Linked DNA regions of Mustela erminea: region 2 is linked to region 1. The links are chromatin contacts, called in public Hi-C maps. All regions are on one chromosome and are shown on one strand. The core of a region is the stretch at or near the end of the contact, and the rest is flanking DNA. Distances in the headings are between cores, read along the strand shown.

Region 1 (4,710 bases), core at 1,756-4,255:
TGATGATAGAGCTGGGATTTTGATAACATTTATGGCTGTCATTTCTTTTGATCTTAGAAAGACCACGCATATTAATATTTTATTAGGATGTGTTAAAGAACTAGCAATTTGTGGAGAATATTTAACTTAAAAACCTAAAATGCCTGACCAAAATCTTATTCTGCTAATTTTTTCAAAGTAAATGAAGAACAAAGCTTCAGGTGTTTTAAATTATCCAGTACAACAGAATAAGTACTTAATTTTTTATTTTAGAAAAGAAGAGTAAATGATCTGAGATCTCTCTCTCTCTCTCTCTCTCTCATGTGTGTGTGTATGTTTGTGTGTGTAAAAAATACATTATTTTTTTTCAAAATTTTTCCTTTGGGGTGGCAAGCGTGGGTGTTTAAAGCTATTTCTCTGAAGGTATGGCTCCTGATCAACTTTAAAAATGCCATCTTATTCCTTGGTTTTTTCCCCCCTTTATTGCCTTTTATTTGTAAATATTTGAGCATTTTCAAGCACAGAACTTTGGCCTCCAATTCCCATGTTCAGATTTTTATTTGTACATAAAAATGTACGTTTTATTTTCTGAGTAGAACAAGTAATATAAAAACAATAAAATATGTTAATTTTTTTATATTGGTAAGCAGCTTTAGACTACTAGTACTGATAAGGAGCAAAGTTTTAAAGTTCCAGACCCCATAAATCAAGATAGATGATGTAGGAGGACTAACAGTAATGTCAGCTATGAAAAGTATCCTTTGAAAATCATGGCTTTGTTTGTTACATTTTCTGGGTCTTCATTATGAGAATGTAACATTTCAAGACTTGTTTTTCCCTCCAGAATCATGTCTTGACCCTTTAGAATCATGTCCTGTTTTAAAGGAAGCATTATCAGGTAACTAAGGTGTAATTTTCACCTTCTTTATATGATGATCCTTCTTTTAAAAGCCCTGATTTATTTGACTTGAGTTTATGTTGATACATGTCCATAGTTATGAAATTTCTGATTATTTAGGAAGTAATTTTCAAAATATCTTTAGGGTGGACAACACTCCATAACAGTTAACATTTTAGAGTGTAAGTCGTGACTCTGAATCGATTACTGTATTTTTAAGGACTCTTAGTACAAAGGTCAAGAAATAGATTTAAATGCACGAACTTTCCAACCTGCACAAGTGGTATGGGTACTTATGGCATTAGAACCTCACATCGACAATTCCATTCTCTTTCCCCAATTTCTTCTTCTCCTCTTTTTCCTTCCTTTCTATATTTACTTCCATTGCATGTTTTCTTTTGCATCTTTCCTTGCCTATGGTTTGTAACTAAAAGAAAGAAGTGCCTAAGGACCTTAACTACTTAACCTACTTGGTACCATTCAGATGCAAGAAAGTGGCTGGAGTAAGGGATTTCAGTGATGCCTTTTTAAAATTAGGGAGGAGTAAGAGACATAGAGAAATTAAACATGTCTCTTCTACTTTGTTAAGTTTACCTTTGAGAAATGTGAACAGTAGAGGGGGAGAAGTGTGGAACAAACTTGTGCTGGAATATTGTGATAGATTTACTGACAAATATTTTCTGATTTTTACCAAAAGGCAGTTTTTGTTTTTCCAATTTACCAACAGACCATAAAGGTACTTCTGGTTGGCAGTAGCTGTATCATTATAACACAAGGAAGCAAACTTGGCTAACTTCAGTACCTTATGTAACATAAGAAATAAAGAGTAACTGGAACTTAAAAGATTTTTCATACATTAACTTTACTGATGATGAACTGTTTTCAAGATAGGAAACAAAGCTTTCCCCAGAGAGAAGTTCTCCCCCAAATTACTTCTTTTAGACTTAACAAATTGGGGTGGATTTATGTTTCTGCTCATTCTTTTATCTACTGGCAACTATTTTAAAACCTCTCTATGAGACAGATTCTGATGACCTTGGGAAAGTCACAAGACTTCAGTTTCTTCAATGGTAAAAAAAGAAAGGTATTTTTTTCTACCGTCCATCTTTTCTTCACCTTTCAATACCAATGCTCGGAAGAGAAATACAACGAAAACCCAGTGTACCCCCAAACTTGAAAAATTTCCATGTCTCAAAAAACACTGAATACACTTAAGGTAGGATAATAAAAGCCTGGTTCCTAAGGTTGGGCTGGTAGTGGTGTGAACCGGGTCTTTGGGGCCACCCTAAGCCCCTAAATCTTGGTATCTCGCTTAACTTCCATAAGAACGGAATAAACCATGGGCCTGTCTGAGTCCGTGCGGTGTGGGCGGAGAAAGGGATTCTAGCTCGTATGGAGTTTTGCCTTCTGGGTGAGCATGGCACCAGGTCCGGGGCGGGTGATGTCTGTAGTTGGCGAGCGATCCCCAGGCGGAAAACTGGCTGCACACGTAGGAGTAGACATGAGAGCATGTCCCCGCGAACAAGCTAGGGCGCATATTTTTCTCCCTTGAATTCTTTAATGCTCTGAGACCGTAGGGGGATTTATCGAGAATCTTTCGGTGCCCGTACGATGTTTTGCAACGGCTAACACAATATCAGGTTCCTTTGCAGTATTGTGGTTTGCTCTCAGTTTCAGCCAGAAACCGGAACAGAAGGAAAGGGAGAAAGCAGGGAAGGTTCGGAGACGACCGCGCTCAGGGCTGCATGGTCTGCAGCTTCTAAAGCGTGGAGGATGGGACGGAGAAGGAGAATACGGAGAAAAGGGAAAGCTGAGGAAAAATACCCACGCCAATGGGTAAAAGGGAAAAGGTGAGAAGGAATAGAGTAGGAGAGGGAACCAATGGGTGGGAGAGGCGGAGGAAGAAGGGGGAGGGGAGAAGCCAATGGGGGAGCCCGGACGCGAGCGAGGACGCGGCCCCGCGCTTGCTCCCCTCCCTCCGGCCCGAGCGCTCGCGCCTTCCCAGGCTCCCCGGAGACGAGGGCAGGGGCGGGCCCAGTCGGGCGCGCGGCGCGGGAGGCGCCGCGAGGTGAGGGCGGCGGGGGCGGGGAATTGTGGGGAGGGCGGTGCGGGTGCGCGGGTGCGCGCTCGCGCGCGCCCCGTCGAGGCTGCGCCGCCGCTCCGCCCCCGGCCGGGTGTGTGGCTGCGCGCGCGCGCGTGCGTTCCGGCGGTGCGCGCCGGGAGAGATGCTGAGGTAAAGTTCGGGAGAGAGGGAGAGAGATCCGTCAGCGCGAGGGAGCCGGAGTGGCCGCCATTACTGAGCCCGGCGCGGCGGCGGGCACAGGGGAAGGGGGGAGGGACGGGGCCGCCGCTGGTGGCGGGAGGGAGGGTGGGAGGGTGGGTTACCCGACTGCGGGAGCTGTAGGGCTTAAGGTTTCGGGGCGTGTGTGTGTTGGGGAGGGCGGGGGGAGGTGGCTGAAGGGACGCGGCGCTTGGTGAGCGCGCCGGGGAAGAGAGGCGAGCAGAGAGTGGAGGAGGAGGAGGCGGCGGCGGCGGGAGCGCTCCCCAGGAATGTCGCTGCCGCCGCCACCGCCGGGGCCGCTGCCGTTGAGGAGGAGACGGAGGAGACCGACGGTGTTAGGTAGGACCTTGCGATCCCCGTTCTTCTGGGCCTGTCCGCTCTCCCCCCTCCCCGACTGGGACCCTCGCGCCACCGGCTGCCCCGCTCGGTAGCCGCCGCCGGTTGTAACCAGTTCAAGGCGCTGGGGCCCCGCAAGCACGGAAGGGAGCCAGGCGCCGAGCTCTGTCCTCGCAGGCCGAGCGGGGAGCGGCTGCCACGGGGGGCGGGGGTACGGTCGGCGTGAAGGGCAGAGAGGCCGGGGGAGGGGGCGCTTTCTCCACAGGTGACGCGGCCGGGGTCGGTGGAGGCCTGGTGGTGGCCGAGGATTGCGCCGGCCCCGCCAGGCGTCCGCTCTCGCCCGCCGCCCTCACTTGCCTTGCTCTCCGATGGTACGAGGGGAGGGAAGGTGGCGGTGTCTGTTGGCTGGGTTGCTGCTGTTAACGAGTTCCACCTGGAAGGGGAGAGGGAGTAGGCGCATATTCGCGGAAACATAATCTTGGTTGCAAACTTAAGCGCCTTTCAAGGGGATCGGCCCTTCCACTTTTTCCCGATCTCCCCCACTTCTCCTTGGGTTCTCTTCACCAATTTCCCATCTGCTGCGAAAGCTCGGGGTAGGGTGTGAGAAGTTGCACTGCGCAACGAAAACGCGGAGTCTTACCAGTTGACTGCGGCTGGGTTAAGGCTTTGATACTGAGTTTTTGTGAGAATAACCTCTAGATTCTCCCTCTGTTTCCACTAAAGAAAAGTATCGGGGTGGGGGTGGGGAATCGCGCGGGAGCGCGCGCGCACTTATCCACACATAAATACTCACTCCCTCACACCCTCCCTCTACAGCGTTATTAGAAATGCAAGTGAGGTGGAGACTGTGGGTGTAGCTGGCGCCGAAAGGTGCTCGGAAGTAAAGGCAAACTATTAGGATGTTTGGTAAAATTCCGGGAAAGTTGTAGGGAGACGCTTATACTTACGCCATATGATAGAAATCCAGTTTTGGCCCATGCTTAATAAGTGGGAGTTTTAAGTGTTTTTAGACCTAGACCAAAATAGGTATACAGATTGTGTGTACACCCATTTTTAAGCTCCTAACGAAAATTTGCTTTTTTCTTTGTTATAGTTAAGCAACTACCTTTTTTTTTTTTTTTTTTTTTTTTTAAGAGTCAAGTGTAAAACGGTGGAGTACGTTGTATTTACTGATCTTTGCCATTGCTGCTTTCTACAGGTGTTGGCGGGGCATGTG
Region 2 (5,242 bases), core at 990-3,489, 150 kb after region 1:
GGAGACATGCAGTGTATGCTCTGTACAAAGTCTGTCTCCAGTCAGGAGGAAGGGGTGATGTTTTGGTCATTTGCCCAGAGGGGAGGGATACCTTTCTGCAGTTCTAGTAATATGAAGCCTTATGGTCATCTGCTTACCAAGAAGAGGGAACACTATCACCAAGATCATGTCTCCATCTCCATTCCTAGCTCAGCAAAGACATAGAATATAGTCTTTTGATTCTAGACAGGTGTTCTTTGCCTAGCTCCATCGTGTTGCTTTGTGTGTGACCAGGGGCAATCAGGAATGCTGGATATTAAATTTCTTCAGGATGGCTCCTCCCCCACCCCTCTTCCAAGCCTTAGTCTTTTAAACTTAACAATCTAACCCCCACATAGCTACTAAACATAGGGTTTCTGGTTCCTGGGAATACTGGGTGATCAATACCAGTTGTAGTGACTTCAGCAACAGATGAGAAAGCTAACAGAAAGTTAGAGCCTTGTAATCTAGGCATTAACAACCAATTGGGGCTTCTTTGAAGTGCAGAGTAGAGAGAAGATACGTTGTTGTCGCTGGCTTGGTAGAGAAGGGGGTGAAACATTCAGTGAAAGTGAATCCAGGCACATGCCAAGTGTACTGGGGACAGATAGTTTCTTTGTATGGCTTGAACTTAAGTTTGAGGAAAGGAATTAAAGTTCAGAGACTTGACCTTTTAAACTCAGGTTTAAGAGAAGCAATGAAATTGCAAGTTCCATGGCTTGGAATATGTCTTACATAGTAAGTTCTATGCAGCTGGCAAGGGATTGTTTTTCCTTTGGTGGGCAATCAATAAATGTTCATTGAATTCAATTGAATTTCCTAAAGATAAGGATGAAGTTGGTGGAAAGCCCTGATATGGGTATTTTTCATTTTGTTTTCTCTATGTAATTCCGTGATTCCAGGAAGGCTAGGAGGCAAGAGAGAAAACATCAGGTTTGAAGATCAAAGAGATTCATTGTGGCTGGAACATGAAACATGAAGGAATTCTAATGAAGGATGAGGCTGGAAAGGTATATGGAAGCAAGTCATTTAGAATCTCCTCAGCTGGTTAAGACATTTAGACTTCATCCTAAAAGCAGAGTGGAGCCACAGAAGGATTTTTAGTGAGAGGTATCACATGCTTAGCTATACATATTAGAAAGATCACTGGGTATAGCATAAAAAAATGAATTAGAAGTACTTAAGTAGGGACTGGAGAACCAGTTGATAGACATCTCAAATTTGGGAAATGATGACTTTAACTTGTACACTAGGCTAATAGCAGTGAGAGTGGAGAAAAGAGAGGGAACTGACAGTTCTTGAAATTGATTGGATGTGAGGGAACTTGGGTGAGGAGGAGTGAAGAGTGGGAGAGGATTCCAAAGTCTCTGATTTGGGCAATGATAGAAGGTGGTGCCATCAATGAGACAGAGAACAGAGCAAAAGAAAATGGTATGGGAAGGTGATAGAGAAGATGATGAGTTCAATTTTTTACATGTTGAGTCTCATGGGTTTGTGGGAAATCCTAGAGATGTGTAATTGGCAATCAGATGAATGAGTCTGAAGTTGTTTTTTGTTTTTTAAATTTTATTTATTTGAGAGAGAGTGAGCATGCGTGAGTGGTAGGGCAGAGGGAGAGGGAGAAGCGACTCTCCGCTGAGCAGGGAGCCTGATACAGGGCTCAATTCCAGGACCCTGAGATCACAACCTGAGCTGAAGATAGACACTTAACCCACTGAGCCACCCAGGTGCCTGGGTCTGAAGTTCTGAAGAGAGATACCAGTTTTGATTTGAGTACAGATTTGATTTGAGTGCATATTTGATTTGATTGAATACAGACTTTGATTTTCAGTACAGATTTGAGAATGATATAGACATGGGAGTAGATGAATTTGTTCAGGGAAATACCAACTTGTAAGGGCTTGATAGAATTAGAAGGGTGCATAAAGAAACCTAACTGTGAGTGGTTAGAGGGATAGGAGGCAAACATAGAGGTGTGTTTAGGGAAAGATAGAATTTAAAGAAAGAAGGAATGGTCCAACTTCTTCACCATTAAGTCATCCAATCTCTAGTTTCCTAATACTTCACCTTACTTTGGTCGATAAATCTTAACTAGGAAAAAAAAAAAAAAAAGCATATCCTACCACTATTGTGTGAATGATATAGCCCAAGGTCATTATTGGTCTGTTTTATTTAAACATACCTAGGCGCTGCTCCCTCTAAGGATTTTACCTATACCAGAGAGAATGAGAAGAAATCCTCTTCACACGCTGTATAGCTGCACTAAAAGTAGCCAGCAGGGAAGCTGACCTATAAATACTATGAGCACATTAAGGTAAGTACATTTTTAAAAAGTTGTGTCTTTTGGCTATAGTCTAATATGATGATTGGTGGAAGTGGAACTGAAGAGTGACAGGGAGATATTAATGGAAGGTAACACGCAGTCCTTTGGCCTTAGAAAGAGGAACGGACTATATCTGTTCCCAGAGGGAAAGTTTGATGAATAATGATCTTGATATACATTTTAAACATTCTGACAGTGATGCAGTGGGTACTGCTTTTGCTCTTTGGATAGCAGATTCTCTTTTGCACTGGTTGGGTCTATTCCTTCAAGGCTGGGTTGTCGGCCACCTAAGGGAAAAATGGCAGAAGCATCACGACTCCTCTGCTCCTATTAGAGGCTGCGGGTGCTATAAAAGGCATGCTGTAAGAAGCTGTAGGTGGGTGATGGAACATCAGGGCCTGCTTTCCCTGCGGAGGAAAGAGAGCAAACCCAGGGTCTCAAGAAGGCGTGCTTTCCCAAAACATCGCAGTCCCCAGCTTGCTGAGTAGGAGCTGATGATTCACATTTAGATGCCCCCCACCCGTACCCTCATCCCGACAACACAAAATTTGAGTCAAGCTTGAACTTTGCTAAGAAAACAGTTTTGCTCTTTTTAGTCTTAGCAGCACCGGCATTTAAAGACCGACTCTGCAGGAAGGCAGAACCTTAGTTACCTTCTCTCCAGGCTGTTGTAGGAATTTCAGACCTCCACTTGCCAAAGCACTTTCATGGAGCTTAGGGTTTTGTTTTGTTTTGTGGTGGGGTGAGAGAATGCCTTTAGCGACTCCCTCCCTTTCTCTCTCTGGTTCTCCACTTTTTTCTCCAAACTGAGGGGTCTGAGTTAGGGGATTCTTGAGGTTCCCTAGGCCTAGTTTGTGTCTCCACCAGTGGGCCCCAACAGCAGACAGCTTGTCTTCAGCCAGGCCCTCAGCTGGCTCTAGAGGCCTACTCTCTATTTGGACAGGCAAGTCATAAGTCAGTCTATAGAAAGGGAGCTTGTTTGGAGTGGGAATACAAAGGGAGAGGCTTTGACATTGAAAAAGCACATACTCCCCTGGGGTCTGGGACAAAGATAAAGAGATCTAGAAATCAGAATGGTTAGATGCTGCCTGGCTTTGCTGGTGCTTTGCCTGACTCCTTGGCCTTCTAAGTTTGGGTTCACCTATGGGAAAGAGGCTCCCAGTTGAGAGGAGGAGTGTCAGAAGCAGACAAACCTGGCTCTGTTCCTTGGCCGATGTGTGACTGAGTTAGTTGTTGGACTTTCTACACCTTATTTTCTTTCTTTCTTCTTTTTTTTTAATTAAATTTATTTATTTTCAGCATTACAGTGTTCATTATTTTTTCACCTCACCCAGTGCTCCGTGCAATCTGTGCCCTCTATAATACTCATCACCTGGTACCCCAACCTCCCACCCCCCCCTCATTTTCTTTATCTGCTAAATGAAGATGTCTTAAGTGTCTGCCATGAAGATTAAATGAGATAACGAATACATAAAACAGCAATAGAGAATCTGGCTTTGTGTGTGGTGTGTGGTGTGTGTGTGTGTGTGGGGGGGGGGTCCTTCTCTTCTCCCTAGTCCTCCTTCTTATTTTTACCTTTGCTCATATTACACCCCCCCCCACCCCTCCCCACCCCCCCCACCCCTCCCCACCCCCCCCCCCCACCCCGCCTTCCTGGATCATTCTTCCTATCTCTCCAAATTCAACTCCCTCGCAGTGCTCAGTGAGGTCTCCCGGCATATTATAGTGCTCTTGGCTTCACATTCTGTTAATGTCCTCTGAGGGCAGGTGTCAAATACTAGTTCTCTTTCTGCGATACCTGGCAAGATGTCAGGTGCATAGAAGAGGGCTACACAACATTTGAATGAATGAATGCAGAAAGTTACAGGGAAAATGAGGGGGCAGTGTGTGCTGTGCTTATGGCCTGAATACTTAACAGCCTGCCAGTTAGGGACTTGGAAACTTTTGGAATTTTTGAATCTCATTCTTCCTCAGTTTTCTCATCTGCATAATAACGGCAGTGGTAAAAGTAGTACCTCTCTTCTAGATTTGTTGTGAAGATTAAATAAGTTAGATTTGAAGAGTGTTTAGATCAGTGCCGACACCTGGTGCTAGGTAAGGACCGCCCCCCATTATTATTTTAAAGAACATGAGTTTAGGATTAGACAGACCTGAGTTCAGAGCCTGCTGTATTGCTTACTAATTGTGTGACCTTGGACAGAGGTTATTCAGTTTCTTTGTGCTCTCATTGCCTTATCTGTAAAACAGGGATAATTCATCTGTCTTATAAATTGTTGTGAAGACGAAGTTGAGATAAGAGCCTAGAACACAGTATGTGCTGGATAACCGGTCGGCTATTAGACGTCTCTTTCAGTCTTCCAGAAGCGAGAGTTTGAAATGACTGTGTGAAAAATCATTGTGGCGGCCCAGGCCCCATTTAGGAAACTGAAAACTGGGCTTTGCCCTGACTGAGAAGGGTTGAGAAAAGAGTAGAAACAAGGGTTTGTGGTTATATTGCAGGAAGGGGCAGGGAAGTTACTTTATGCCAGTTGCTAAGCTGTATCACCAAATTAGGTCATTAAAAATACATTTGGAAGGAGTAAGAGACTTTTGCCTGTGTGAAATTCCAGCACAGGTCCATGCAAGTCACCTGTGTATCTTTGATTATGCAAGGTGTTTCTTATGTTTTGTCCTTACGTAGCCAGCTGTATTGCTGTCATGGTGACGCTGTAGGTGGGAGTGAGCAGAGATGTGCCATCCTCTGCCAGCCAAGCGGGTCTGTGATTCTTTCTGAGAAAGTTTGCCAGCTCAGAACTTGTATAACTGAAGGGGACCACTTGGCCTCTTCTTCTGAAGCCAAGTTGGGACTAAGAGAGTCCTAATTTCTAGGGTTCAGTATATTGATTCTCTTCGAGGATCATG

What was found. A called contact is a pair of places that touch in the nucleus more often than the background predicts.
Region 2: a contact with region 1 is called in a Hi-C map of fibroblasts, with 2.8 times the contacts expected there. The contact joins the promoter of AKAP6 here to the promoter of ARHGAP5 in region 1. A contact is called at or near these places in 2 of 3 Hi-C or Micro-C datasets (fibroblasts and spleen).

The regions. Positions count from the first base shown.
Region 1 is chr5:82,752,121-82,756,830 of mMusErm1.Pri, forward strand. It overlaps ARHGAP5 (rho GTPase-activating protein 5), which reads left to right and starts at 3,006. Exons shown (of 7, transcript XM_032344000.1): 1 at 3,006-3,110.
Region 2 is chr5:82,901,505-82,906,746 of mMusErm1.Pri, forward strand. It overlaps AKAP6 (A-kinase anchor protein 6), which reads left to right and starts at 2,240. Exons shown (of 15, transcript XM_032344004.1): 1 at 2,240-2,332.